Regions from separate parts of the Anser cygnoides genome. Here region 1 is linked to region 2. Evidence: chromatin contacts called from public Hi-C data. All regions are on one chromosome and are shown on one strand. Each heading gives the region's core, a stretch centred on a gene start, on an enhancer-like site or on the middle of the called end of the contact. The rest is flanking DNA. Distances are from core to core; before and after follow the strand shown.

Region 1 (6,685 bases), core at 588-3,087, 110 kb before region 2:
TTCTTCCTGCTATCATTCTATCGATAACTGTCACCTTAGAGAATGTTTGTGGAAAAAGTTTTATTTCCTGTAATGTGTATATAATTAAAGGTAAATACTTCAGAAAAAAAAAGTTTGATAAATTGAATAGTGGTTATAAAACTAATTTGTATTTTTTTCGCTGAAAAAGCTGTGATATATTCTGAGTTTTTCTTTCAAGCATTTTTTCAACTTTTACATAGAATTCAAAGTAAATGTGCATATATATAAAATATATTAAATATATAGCCCTGAGGGGCTACCCGTTAAAATCCATCACTAATTTATAAGGGTGGTGTGTGGATAAGTTACTACTGGAACAGAGAGGGAATAGGAAATCCTGTTCCTTTGGTTTCATGATCAAGAAATGTTTGTGTAAGAGAATATTCAATAAAACGAAATTCTGAAGTGGAAATGCTTTTAGTTGATGACATTTGCTCTCTGGCCTTTGTAGTCATGTTCTTTGAACTTTGTATTCAGGATTAGGCTATAAATGTCATGTTGCTGTATAGTTTAATAGTCATTATAGTGTGCTATTTATAAACAGTTATCAAAACCAAATAAATTGTACAAGTATTCATTGTTAAATGGGGGAAAAGCATGTTCTGATGCAATCTACTGATCATGACTCTGCACTCGGCAGAATTGCGCCCTACATCATATATTAGGAGATAGCAATTTTTCTGTAGCTTAAACACTTTGCTTCTAGCCTTGTTTTTGTAGTAGATTATTACTGCCATTGCTACTTTTTCTGCTAAATTTGTCATATTGGTGACTAGGTAAATTTGTACTCATAAACAAGATGTAGATCATGGCAGTTAAAATCTTTTCTAGTGTGCATATATTTGTATTTATTGCACTGTCCTATAGTAGGGCAAGCAGCCATAAGGCATGCGAAGCTACATGTAAAGTTATATTTCTGTATGTGTAGTAAAAACAAACAAACAAAACCAACCCAAGCTTACATGGTTGAATACTGACACACTGGTTGAATGCACTAGCACAATGCACTACAGAGAAGACCGTCTTTGGGAAACCTACACCTTTTGCATTTGTTTGTCGCCTGCCTTGAGAGACTGAGTTGGACTCTATCGGATCGGTGGCAATGGACTGCCCTAACGAGACATTAAGAGGAGCGAGTTGAGGCACACACATTTTAAACTTTAAATGTGTTTGATACGTGTGGAAAAATGCAGGCGTGTGACTTTCTGCAAACCGTAAATTGTATTCACACTGAGTTCAAAACAACTGGGTTACCAAATGGTAAATCAACAATAAAAGGGTGAGGATATTATTTTCCATGTAGGTTTCCTAGTCTTGCTGAAATTGCTTCTAGTCTTTTCTTTGGAGTGGAATTGCTTAATGCGTTGGATTTAAATGAAATGACATGTGGACTACCTAAACAAAAGAAAAACGAGTGTAAGTGCTGCATCTCCCTTTCCGTTCTGTCACACTGGTAGTTTTTTGGCATTGGTGTGAGCTTAGGTTCGTGTTGGTAATGCCTCTAGTGCGATTCTTAGTGTACAAGAATGGCAGACATAAAAGGGCACGATGTTAAAAATTCAACGTACATATTAGAAACATTTTTAATACAGAGTGATCCTGTTTCCCCTTTTAAATAGCTCACTATAGATAAGTAGCTAATTCACAAAGCTGGCTGTTATCACAAGATCGCTGCAATTCTTCTTGCTGTCTCTGTGGTTACTTAATAATTGCCTGCAGTTTTGAAACTCCACCAACAGATGATGCTAGCAGTTTAATATAGAACGCTTATGTGCGTGTAGTAAGGGGATGCTGTGCCGGGCTTTTGTGAAACGCTGCCTACGTTTTGGCTGTTACAGCCATCCAGTCTGCCCTCTGCAGTGACGCAAGTCTGCTGTGATTTGCTTCTGGTAACCAGAGAAAGTGCTTGCACAGGGGAAAGGGAATAATGACAGGAGGTTTTCAGACTTAAAATACGGTTAGCTGATGTGTGTACACTTAACTACTGCAGCTTGGAAACATCCATGGTAGAGTATTTGATTTTAAATACCTTTAAAGTTTGAAGCACTGCGGTGGTATCTGGGCTCTGTCCCTATCACGCTCTCATACCATATTCTCAAACTGTTAACTTAATCCCTTTGCAGCGGTCTCAGTAAAAGGCTCGTGCTGCACATGGCTAGAGGGACAATACTCACCTGACACAGCGAGGTCTGTGTCCAGATCACCGTGCAGCTGCTGCGCTGGGCTTGCAATGCTGCTTTCCACCCTTCTTTGCAGACTGTGTCGCAGCACAGCTCTGTGGTACCAAGTGCACCGGTGATGCAGATGGGCTTTAAGTCAAGGTTTCTCTGACCACAATTCTCTGACAGGCTTAGCTTCTGGGTGCTCTGTCGTGGGTGTTTATAAACAACTTCCGTAGCGTTGGTTTTATGTCTTTTGATAGACTCTGTTCCAGCCTTTGTACCTGTCTTGACATAGCACTGCAGATTTCCTATTTCTAGTGGGGCTTGAAGTCTGATTTGTGTCAGGAAACACAATCAAACCTTAAAAACAGGTACTAGGGGATGAAAATAGTATAGAGCCTGTTTGACCTTAAGTGGTTGTTAAAACCTATTGAACGCTTTCAGAGTAACGTGACCGTGTCACTGTGACAAAGCTCGTGTCCTTACCTCCCATTCAGAGCTGTCGATGGTCTGCACTGTGAAGTATTTTTCAATAAGGAAAGTCTTATTCCTGCAGGGACTTCGGCGCTATAAATTGCAAGTGGACATGGCTGAACAACTGGTCGTGCCTGCCAAGAATCAGTGTGTTTTGCTTCTGAAATACTGTATTGATCTCAGCCTTCTGTCTGTAAGTCAGGTTAATTAACTTGTATGGAAGCTGCGGCAAAAGCTCTGCGTTAGAACTAATGACTGAGAGCTTCAGATCCCTGTTAACTTAGATCTGTCTCCTTCCTGTAGCTTTCATCCTTTCTTTGTAGCATTTTACAGGGTGCTGCTAACGTTTAAGGTTGAAGTTAGTTATGACTACTTGGAGCCAACTCACCAGATGTAACAGAGTAAGTTTGGGTTAGATTTTCCTTGCAAGGTTTGTTTGCCTACTGCACAAATACTGTTTTCTTTTCTGCGCTTGCCACCACAGAGGTTGATTTGTCTCTCTGAAAATGTTGTGTCCTATAACCCGTTCCCACTCTTGTAATCTCCCTTTTGTATTAGGAGAATGCAGCATAGGGAAAAATGCTTTGAGAATAGAAGAAAGAGGAGAGAGGGGCAGAGATGATCTATAATAAGGAGAACTGTAACACAGTGTTAATTAATACTCTAAATTTAATTCAAGCCTTAATATATATGTGCAAGAGAAAAGCTTAAAAAAAAATGTGTGAGGTGACACTCGGTATGACTGCATGTTTGCATTAAATTAGCAGCCCTATAGAAAAATACAGAAACTGCACTCACTTAGCCTGCTGTTAACTATTGAATCTTGCTGGGCTCATATGCAGGAACTGATGTTTTCATATCAAACTTAATTGTAGCAGTTTTTAACAGAAGAACCATCGGAATCCTCATTAAAAAGCAGTCAGAACACAAAGGTAGAAGCAGGAAAAGGGCAGGAAACTAAAATCAAGTTGGAGCACGAAATCTGTGTGGTGGGTGCACCTTCAAGGACAAGTGCACAATCAGTAAAGGAAGAGGGGAAGTCACGAAGGCTAAAATATCTACAGTAAAAAAAGTAACAGGGTAAGGAAAGGAGGAATTCAGATCGCTTTCTTAACCTATCGCAGCCTGTCATTCCTTGCCAGCAGCCTTTCAAAGTTAAACTTTTGCTCGCTCCTCCACGATTTTCAACTTTTAGGTTAAGTTAAAGGGCAACGCCCTGCTTCTTCCATACCTTTGTTAATGTGCATTAACTTTTCTTCCTTCGTTGCATGCTTTTGGGATAGCAGAATATCAAGGTAGGGTATGGGGAGGGACGGCTCTATCTGTATCCTCCAAATACAGAAGCCCCGGTAGGCTGGCCCAGTGTGTATTCTACTTTACAACTAAGAATTTTTTTACAATCTTGAGTGTTATTTTTGAATGTAGCTAAACGGCACAGTTCCAGTGCAAACTCGAACGCAGACTCGGCACTGAAGCTGCGGGGTGCTTTGACCTGGACTGGAGTGAGCAAAGCTTAGGTGAACTCAGACTTTGAAACAGACACCCACTTTTCTCCTCCGTTTTCTCTCCCTCGTGTTTATTTTCATATTTCTTGGTGATGCTGCTGTTGGTTTCTTCCTTATAGTGTCAAGTTAGCGGGTTTTCTTTGGTTAAAGTATCAGGGAGGTGGGGGAAGCTGCAAATAGCTTCTCCGTTTTTCTTTAGCATCATCATGAGACGTTTGCTGCAGAGGGAGGAAAAACATACACAATTATTCAAATTTTTTCCTAAATTCCAGTGTTTTCCAGGGTTTCTGAATTATTTAGAGAGATTTCCAAGAACGTGGAGCACAAGCAAAAATGTAAACACTTTCCTAGAACAAAAACAATATTGCATTTATTTAACAGAGCCCGGGATGTCAATCCAGTGATGCATAGGTCATGCTGACCCTGCGCATCAAACGGGTTTTATGTCAGATGAATTGGAAAGAAGAAACCCGGTTACAGGAGGCTCGTATTTCACTGTCTCTTTACAGTTCTTCCTGGACACTATCGGTCACTGTTTCTTTTACCTTATCGTGCTTTTCTATGCTGAAGGGGTATGGTTCCCACGGGGTGGCTCCCAAGCACTTGCATGCCGTGCGGCGTAGCTTTAGTCCAAGGAGTCAGGGCTGAGCCGAGGTGCCTTCGCTGCAGCAGTGAATACAGCCTTGGACAGACGAGAAGGGACTTGAACTGGCTCAGAAAATCACTCAGAAAATACTTTGGAGTAAGTGAACCGCTGGATGAGGAAGAATCGGTGTCTAACAGAGGCAACAAATTCAGGAGGCTTTGTGTTGTGAGGGTGTCTGATGCATCCCTCAGCTTCTTAGTTTTCAGTGACCACCTTGTATCTTTTTTCCTTCATTAGTTGAGGTTCTGTCTAAATCATAAATCAGCTCTTATTCTTTTGACTGTTATCCCCTGTGTTGTTTGCCCTTAGCCCATCAGCTTCTGATGAAGCTCTGAGCTACTCCCTGCTAGGTAACCCTCAACCTCTGGACAAATTTATTTTTTCTACTTGTCTTTCAAAATCGTTCGGCATCTCAGACTCTTGTTTGCTTCGTATTAACCCCAAACAGCTCCCGGCCATTTCCTCTGCACCCAGTGCAGCCGCCTCACCCTGTGACCTAAACACATGTAACTGGCAAAAAGCTATCAGATTTTGTAGGGTCAGTGCAACACCAGCTTCCTGCACAGAGAAACGAGCTCCCTTGAGCTGCCTCTCTAGGCTCCAGCTCCGGCAGTCCTCCCTGCTTTGGTGGTGCGAATCGCAGCCCTGGTTTCTCGCCCAGGTACTGCTGCTCAGCCCCAAATCCAGCCAGGTTGCTCCTAACCTGCTTTGCTGGAGGCATCTGCATTCACCTCTGCGGCAGGGCTGGGCTGGCTCTTGGCTCTTTCCCCTCTCACCCCTGCAGCGGTGTTTGCATCTGGTTGTTATGGCTCCAGTGCAAAAATCGTGGTTTGTTTTTTTTTTTTTTTTTTTGCCTTCCAAATAGATTTAATCAGACAGTGCTGGCTGCAGCCGGCCTGAACTGCAAAGTGACCTGCTCGTGGGACTGCACGGAAGGGACTGGCTCAGGAAGCTCAGTCCTGCCTTGGAGAGCTCGTTACAGCCTCTGCCGGGGGGCTCCTCGGTGATGGAAAATCACCCAGCTTCTCGTGGATGTCTGCTGGGGAAGTGCTCCTCGTTTCTGGGGTATCCATCCGTAGCTGCTGCTTCTGGCCTGTGGCCTCTGCCTTACTCCAGGCTGCCTCGGACTCTTCTGACCTTCTGCAGGAGCGATGTTGCTGTTTGAGCAGCCAATGCTCAATCACAGCACTTCAGAGTGCTTTTTTTTTTTGTTTTTTTCCCTAAAACATCCTTAAATTGCAGTGCTCACAAGCAGAAAGGCCCATGAGGAGATGTAAGAAGAGATGTGAGAGCAAGTTACCCCTAGGACAGACAACGATTCATGGATGTGTGTTAGAGCACAAAGCCCACGGGCAGAGAGATTTGCTTTCAGAGCTCTTTCCTTAATATGTCCGTGCTAACTCATGTCACCTGCGACAAGGGATCAGAGGGATAATGTTCCTACACATACCTTCTAGGCAGTTTGCAGCCAGCTTAGTACGTAGTTTGAGTCACACATCCTTCTGTCATCTTCACAGGTGTAAGAACCAAGGTCAGAGAACACCGAGATCTGCTTTCTAAAGAGATGCAAAAACGTGATAAAGAAGTGAAGGTGGTGCCCAGCTGACAGCAAGGAGCTGAAAGCTGCTGATAGACTTCAGTCAACAGCCGTTTATTTTTAATAGCTTGGTTATGCCCAGTAAAATGCGGTGCTCCTGTAGCTGACAGCTGTGATGATACTGTCCAGAAACTGGCAGGCAGGGGAATTTGTGATGCCCCCATTGATGGGGCTTGCTTTATAGGTGAATCAGGGAGAGCTTTAAAGAAGGACTGTAGTGCACAGGCACAATGAAAGCCCTCCTTTGCAGCACTGACATTGCTAGGAATTTTCTAGGCTC
Region 2 (7,469 bases), core at 1,956-4,455:
TAGGGCAGGGAAAGAAAATGTTGGGAGAGAAATGGAGCCATTCACCATTATGTGTTTGAGTGAGGATGGTCTGGAAGAGCCCCTCAGGGCAGTGAATATTCAACCCATGCAAATGCATTTCATCTCGTCCCATCACACATCTGCAGTGCAGGTATCTCCATCTGGTCTGGGGGCATGAAGAGCCCCTGAGACACAGCGGGGATAAGCGAACCTTTGTCTGACCAAGTGGAGACTTGCACGTTGGGATGAGAAGAGTGGCGGTAACAGAGTGCCTCCAGGCCGTCAGGTGAAATCCATCCCGGAGGGACACCCGGTTGTCACTCTGAGACAGTGCTCACCCCTCCAGCTGGCCTTGATCCTGATTTATTAAACACGGTGGCTCACTTAATGAGTGCTCACAGTGGATGGCAGCAATTAGTCAAGGAGAGCTTCTCAGGCCCATACGGGCACGAGTGCCGAGGCACCACACTGCTGTGAGGAGGGCAGAGCGAGAGGCTGAGTGCGGCCTGAGAGCATCCAAACGTGCAGCAGGTTCACGGCCAGGGAGGCACTCCATGGGAAATGACCACGGTGCCAGCGAGCCCAGAGCTGTGGACAAAGTCCAGAATTGCCACCGTGCACGTCCTGCTTGGTGCTTCTGCCACATTTACGATGCTCAAAGCACCTCTGTAAGCACAGGTATCTCTGCTTTATACACGATGAAGTGCCCAGAGACTGAGTGACTTTCCCAAAGGAAAGCTGATAAAGAAAACGTGCTGTAACTGTGTGGCTACTGCAGCATCTTCCTCCTCCTCCTCCTTGTTCATCTTCCTGCCTGGCTGGCAGTGACAGAACCCACATCCCGTGTGACTGCAGATTTGGAGATAAAATTTGGCCCTATTAATGCGATCTTGGCAGAGCAGGACCGGATTGCACAACCTCCTGGAGAAAGGCAAGGGTGTGTTTGGTGTCTCACCGAGGGAGTGAGCATTGCACAATCCCATCCTCACACTCCCTTTCTGCTCTGTCCTTACGAGTGGGTCCTGCACTTTGGTCTCTAAGACCCAAACCACAACACAGATGTCCTTGAGCCCGTTGTGAGACACCTCACAGCAGGAAAGAGTCACACCTAGCCCTGGCGAAAGGGCTGACATGCTGGCTGCTCTTGGCACTGCGAAATCACCACGGGTCGGGGTGGAAAACTGCGTGTGTGTGTACACAGTTGTGCGCAGGGACAGGTGGCCCACATGGAAGTCCTACCTCATGTCAGCTGAGATGCCTACAATTCATGTCGGATTTAGAAAGAGGGGAGAAAAGCCAAGTTTACCGGAATAGAAGTGCAGCTCCTAGCACTTTGATTCACTTGCAGTTGTACATTTCTGCCTTGTACCTCCTTGAGGTGAAGCTTGAAGATATGAGTCGGGGTGCATGCTTGCCCGTGCAGCTGCAGATGCTCTCTGCAACCCTCCTAGCCCCCTTCCTGCTACGGATCCCAAACCTCACCAATATGTGAGGTTCGGGCCCGCCACCTCTGAGAAAGGCAAAAATTAAATGTTTTGATTTCTGGCCCAAACCTTACAGGTTCTACCCCAAAACTCCCTGTTTCCTCTGTAAAAACTCAAACTTCTGTGCCTGAGAGGGGAGGGGATGCATGGCTTCTTCACCTACCTCCAGTGACAGGCTTACACATTTTTTCCCTACAGGGATGTACTCCGGTAGGAAATGGCATTGCAAAACCTCAAACATCCTTATCAGCCATTTGCTGGACCTGCCCAGAATTGCTTGGGCTGTTTATAGATATGAAAGCTTTTTTTGCGTATGCAGTTTGCAGACATCAGCCAGCTCACGGGCAGAGACAGGACTAGGAGAGAAAGGCATTTTTGTGGCGTTGAGGCCATCTTTGTGCTTTATGATTAAACGTGGCACCTTCTAGTCCTGGTTGTGAGTTGGGGTCTTTTGACGTGCCCCTTTCTGAGTTTCTGCCAGGCTGTAGGCTGCAGGGACCCCCAGAGAAGAGAGACTGTGCTGGAAGAAGGGTGAACATAGAATCATATTTACGAAAAGGGATAAACCCCCAGGACACTCAGGGAGAAGATGGCGTGAAGATGAAGAACACCTTTCCCACCACAGAATCATTTAGGACAGAAAAGACCCCTAAGATCACCAAATCCAACTGAAAACTGCGACGAGTTGCTGCATTTGCTCAGGCCACCCAGCTCCGTAACCCGGCCTCCTGCCAAAGGACATCTCCTGTGCCTCCCCTTCCTCAGCTCTACAAAACAGGGCTCTTCGGAGCCGTGTTTCTTGCTGCTGCCTGAAACTGCGGCTGAGCACCGTGGCCTGGGTGCAGTGAAGGCGAAATGCCCTGTGTGAGGTGTGAGAGTGACTGCAACCAGGGCAAGGCTGCCTTTGTGCATCTCCTCCCTGGACGCAAGGCGTTGCCGCCATCTAGTGATAGAGGATTCATCGGTGGCTGGCGGAACCTGGGGTCTGCAGCTCTCCCGGGCCTGGGGATGCTTTGGTGGAGGTATAGAAAGGGCACCCAAACCCAGCTTCTCACTGCTACATATGCCTTTCTGTTTTCTTACTCTTTGCTACGCTTCAGGATGCCTTTCGTGGGTAGAGAGGTTGAGGAAATCCAACCTGGACGGATGGAAACTGATGGAAACTGTTAAAAAAAGCTGGAAAAGTGACACAGTAGCTTTGGTTAGTGTTTGCAAACACAGCTGATTTCTGATAGGCAAGTCCAAAGAGCAACTGAGCACCCATCAACTCCTCAGGAACATACAAGGTCCAAAGTGGAAGTGCACATCCAAGCAGAAACACGGAGGCACTGGGCAGTACCAGGTTAATCAAAGGCTGTTACATCTTCCAGATCTTGGGTCTGCTACCGCAGCTGACAAGGAAATGATAATTCCAAAAATGAAAGCACGGAGATTGCAGGGCAGGGCATGGGAAAAGCCCTCCCGAGAAATGGCACGGCCCACGTGCTCCTTGTGCTCACCTCTGGCCGCCACATAAGCAGTACTTAGCTCATCCCCAGCTGCAGCAGTAGCAAATGCTGACATCCGCCACGGCATTAACCCATGACCTCGTTAGCAAGAGCTATCACCACTGACAGGCACGGGGCGTAGTTAAAGCTGCATCAGCAGCCTTGAGACTATTTATTTACAAGCACAGAGCAGCAGGTATCCAGTTTTTTTTTTATTATTATTATTTTTTATATTTTTTTTTCAGGGGTCCTGTATGTGCTACATTGTAAGCTCTTCACTTGAAAAAAAAATACTTTTAGATGAAGCAGTGAAATAATCTCATGCAGCTAATTCACACGTGAGAAGTCTTAGATATATATGAGGTAAATGCCTGGAGGTGCCAGTGGTGGGAGAGGTGAGGTGACCCTGCAGGGTCATGTCACTTGTGAAGATGATCATATACGCGTTGGTAATATTGAATTATGTTGGTAACAAAAATTATCAGCTTGTGTGGGTTTTCCTAGGGATTTGATCCTTCCCTTGTTCTGCTGAAGGTTCTGCTCAAACTGTGCTCTGCCTCTGCATGAACCCCAAATTCAGCACGCTCTCATGGCAGAAGGAAGAGATCAGGGCAGAAGAGACAAACCACGTACCCTGCAGCTCTCAGTGTTTTATTCATTTCTATCATTTTGCTGTCCTGCCCAGAAATGCTATTTATTTTTTATTTATTATTTTGTGCGTGTGTGTGAGCTGCTGCTGAAACGTGATGGAGAAAAATACCCTTCCAGAGCAGGTAAACAAGGGATTAATAACTAACTGGAGCATGTATTAATAGATCACTTACCTTCTGAAAATACACAGGGCATTAAAAACTTATGGGACTGAAAACATCTATTGAGACCACTGTGGCACTGCGGGATTTGCCCTGCATGTCAGGGCCAGCTTGAGGTAAGTGGCCCGTGTCCCCAAAACAGGGTCCTCGGGTGACCCCAGGGCTTTTGGTGACTCCAGGAAGCACCAGGGACGGCCCTGGGGAGGTTTCACAACTGACTGAAGCCCGAGCTGTCCCTGGAGAGCAAGGTCCTGCCTTGCCAATTCCAGTCCCCCTGTGAACCGGCCTGGGATGGGGACAGACCCTGATCAAGGGGTTGGGAGCCCGTAACGTGAAACTCTTACGGTGAGGAGACGGGGGCAGCTTGGGTGATAGTTTGTATAATAAATTCAGGGATCTGTTGTTGGCTGGTCTCTGAGATGTGGTGAATTTGGAGACTACCAGCATTGCTCCGTCCCACTGGGTAGCCTCGCTCGCTGGTAGCCGGGCTGGTTGGAGCAGTGATGTGTTTTGGGTCGGTTTCTGGCACTTTGGAGGCAGCGTGTCCCTTCTGTCCCATGAGCTTTCTGACTCACAGCCGGTGGTAACCAGGCACCCTCTGCACCTTGCCTTACTGGGCTCCAGTCCCTGCACCTGCTGCAGCTGTGCATGCAGCCCCATACAGGCACTAACCGAGGAAAACCAGGCAAGGAAATCAAGTAAAAATCAAGAAAAGGGACGCACAGCCCTTCCCTGCCTCAGTTTCCCCACGGAGGGACGGCGCTGCTCCAAGTCACAGCCTCCCAGGGTGAACTGCATGGTGGGAAGGCACTCACGGAGCTTTCTGATCCTACTTCCTGCAGATTTAACCTTAAATTTAAACCCAACCCGGGGCCTGCCCTGCTGAACTCCGAGCTTTCCCCTCCAACCATGGACCCCCCCCCGCCCCGCGCCTGGCCGCCATTTCCCGGCCCTGCTCCCGCCTCCGCCCCCTCACGGCCCCGGAGCCGTGGCCGAGCTGATCCGGGTTAAAGGCTGGTTGTTTACCACCTCTGGAAGCTTTTTTTTCCCCCTTTGTCTGCTCTTGTGGGGCAGCTCTGAAGGGTAATTGTGTGTGTGTGTGTCGGGGGACGGGTTGGTTGCTTTGGCAAGGAGGGGAAATTTGGAAGGAACGAAAGCATTGTGCACAAGGTGCTGGGGCAGAAAGCCCTGCAGGCTCAAAGCCCCAGACCTTGCGGATACCTTTATGAAAAAGAAAAAAGGGGATCCTGGAAGTTTGTTGTACTTGTCGCGCAAATCCTGTCCTTGCTTTAACCCTTTTGAACAAAATCAGGCTGCACTAGATGCATAATCCTTCCCCCCTTTCCTCCGCTTTCTCTCTCCCTCTTACTCCCCTCCCTGTTTTCCCTGTTTCCTCCTTTACTGTTTTTTAAAGAGATTCTTATTTGCTTATTTTTATTTTAAAGCTCCAGCCTTTGCACGTAGCCTGTAGGGGACGTCAGGTGCAGGCACGGTGCCTGCTGCAGCAGCAGGGACGTGTCCGGATCAGGGGAAGCCCGACAAGAGGGCTCCTCGCAGCCCCCTGGGTGCAAACCCCACTCAGCGCTTCCACTGCCCACAAAATACCCCACAACGCTGCCCTCCGGCTGTGTGTGTCCACATTGGAGGTGTCTGGGAGGTCTGCTTGGGCGTTCCTAATGGGGCGGCTGCTCTGGGGTCCTGGCAGTGACCGTGGTGTCCCCCAACAGCACCCATGGAGTATGTCAGCACACGGGGAGGCTCGAGGGCTGTCGACTTCGAGGGAGCCCTCTTCTCCGGCTACGCTCCTGACGGCGGCCTCTTCATGCCCCGGAGCATCCCCTCACTGGACGGGGCCACCCTGCAGCGCTGGAGCCGCCTCTCCTACCCCGAGCTGGTGAAGGAGCTGTGCTCCCTCTTCATCGCGCCCGAGCTGGTCCCGCGGAGCGCCCTCAACGGTGAGCCTCAACCGGGCGGTGGGAGCTATTAGCAGGGACGTGTGTGAGGATTTTGGGGTGTTTGGATGCTTCCACCTGCATTAGCCCCATCCTCTTGCAGCCCCCAGAGGATGGAGCCAGCTGCACCATCGCCTGATCCGTTTTCTTCCCTCTTTTCCCTCGCCTTGCTGGGGCTTGTTACCTTCTGGACAAGGTGTTCCCTATGTGCTGGGGACTGTGGTGATCGCAGCAGCGGTAGCTGGTGCTGTGGCACTGCTGACTGCTGGGAAACTGCTGTGCTGGCTCCAGACCTGATATCCCATCAGGGTTTGCTGCTGCTCCATGCTTTATAACGTTTTTAAGCCATCCCTTCCACCAGAGGGCAGCTACAACCTCTGTCTCAACAGGGTGCTGTAATAAAACTTGGGTTTCCTTTATTTTATGTTTTAACGCAGTTTGCTTTGATTGTGTCAGGTTTCCCCTAGGGGTACCCACTGTAGAGCTATTGAAGGCAACAGAGCACGTCTATATTCCTCCTAACAGCTAAGAATAACTTGTTGGATATCTGTCACCTCTCCAGCAACTGGGAGTCTTTGGGTTCGCAGAAAGCTTCCCAGGAGCATAAAGAGCACAGACGCAGGAAGCCACCGATCAAAAACAGTAGTTCTCTGCCTAGTCTGACATCCTCTTTAATCCTCTTCCCTCTAGATCTGATTGACAGGGCCTTCAGCAGATTCAGACACAAGGATGTTGTCCATATGTCCAGGCTGAAAGATGGGCTGAATGTTCTGGAGCTCTGGCATGGGGTTACTTATGCTTTTAAGGATCTGTCCTTGTCCTGCACTGGGCAGTTTTTACAGTACTTCTTGGAGAAAAAGCAGAAACACATCACTATTCTGGTGGGTGAGTATTCCTCTTTGTGGGGGGTAAAACTTCTGGGCAGGTCTTTACCTTGAGAGCCATCATCCCACGGCCCACCACATAGATGCCCCAGGGTGGTACTGCCTCGTGGGTGGCTGGTGAGCGATCTCCAGCCAATGCCAGGGAAGCTTCTCTAACCAAAACCATCTCATGGAGCATCTCTGCATCTTTTTCTTGAAGTGCGACGATGCAGGTTTGACGGATGTCTTGATATTTGATTTTTTTGGTTCTCTGCTGCTTTGAAACAGGGACTTCGGGGGACACAGGGAGCTCAGCCATCGAGAGCGTGAGAGGTCAGCAGAACATGGACATCTTTGTTCTGCTGCCCGAAGGGCTCTGCACGCAGATACAGGAACTTCAGATGACCACTGTCATTGAAGACAACGTCCACGTCTTTGCTGGTTGGTATTGCTGTTGGACTGTCTATGTTGTGGTCCTGCTGCGCTGAAACCGTGACCCTGAAAGTCTCTGGGGGCTGCTGTTTTTGCAGCTGCAGCCAGCCAGGTCATTTCTATTGTGGTCACCGTGCTCAGATGTCTGGCTAACAGGAACTCTTAGCACATGTCCCCAGTTTGACAGTCAAGTGGTTCAAAGTTTCCTTTTCTTCCGGCCTCCGACTAGAGTTGTCTCCATGCAGGCGTTTGGTGTTCAGCTGCACTGGATTCAACACCATTTCTGGGAACTAAAGGGATCAAAGGTGACCCCTTCCCTCTTCCCTCACCTTCATGGGCAATTCACACCGCTAACTGTGCCCTCCCTGTGGGTCACCACAGAGTGCTTGAGCTGTCTTTTCCACTCAACCAGCTCTCACCGTGACATCTCACAGGAGAT

Evidence for each region. Hi-C and Micro-C count contacts between places; a contact is called where the count stands out from the background.
Region 1: a contact with region 2 is called in a Hi-C map of granulosa cells, with 3 times the contacts expected there. The contact joins the enhancer-like site here to the promoter of THNSL2 in region 2. A contact is called at or near these places in 2 of 7 Hi-C or Micro-C datasets (granulosa cells and liver).

The regions. Positions count from the first base shown.
Region 1 is chr4:6,090,458-6,097,142 of Taihu_goose_T2T_genome, reverse strand. RMND5A (required for meiotic nuclear division 5 homolog A) reads left to right here. Exons shown (of 9, transcript XM_048047244.2): 9 at 1-1,323. Among named protein-coding and RNA genes, the nearest start is that of CD8A, 14 kb to the right of the region's middle. Within about 2 kb of position 1,837, at least 2 of the 3 cell types and tissues checked have open chromatin away from gene starts, as enhancers often do.
Region 2 is chr4:5,980,408-5,987,876 of Taihu_goose_T2T_genome, reverse strand. It overlaps THNSL2 (threonine synthase like 2), which reads left to right and starts at 3,205. Exons shown (of 9, transcript XM_048081105.2): 1 at 3,205-3,334; 2 at 5,511-5,738; 3 at 6,426-6,620; 4 at 6,887-7,039. The coding sequence starts at 5,516.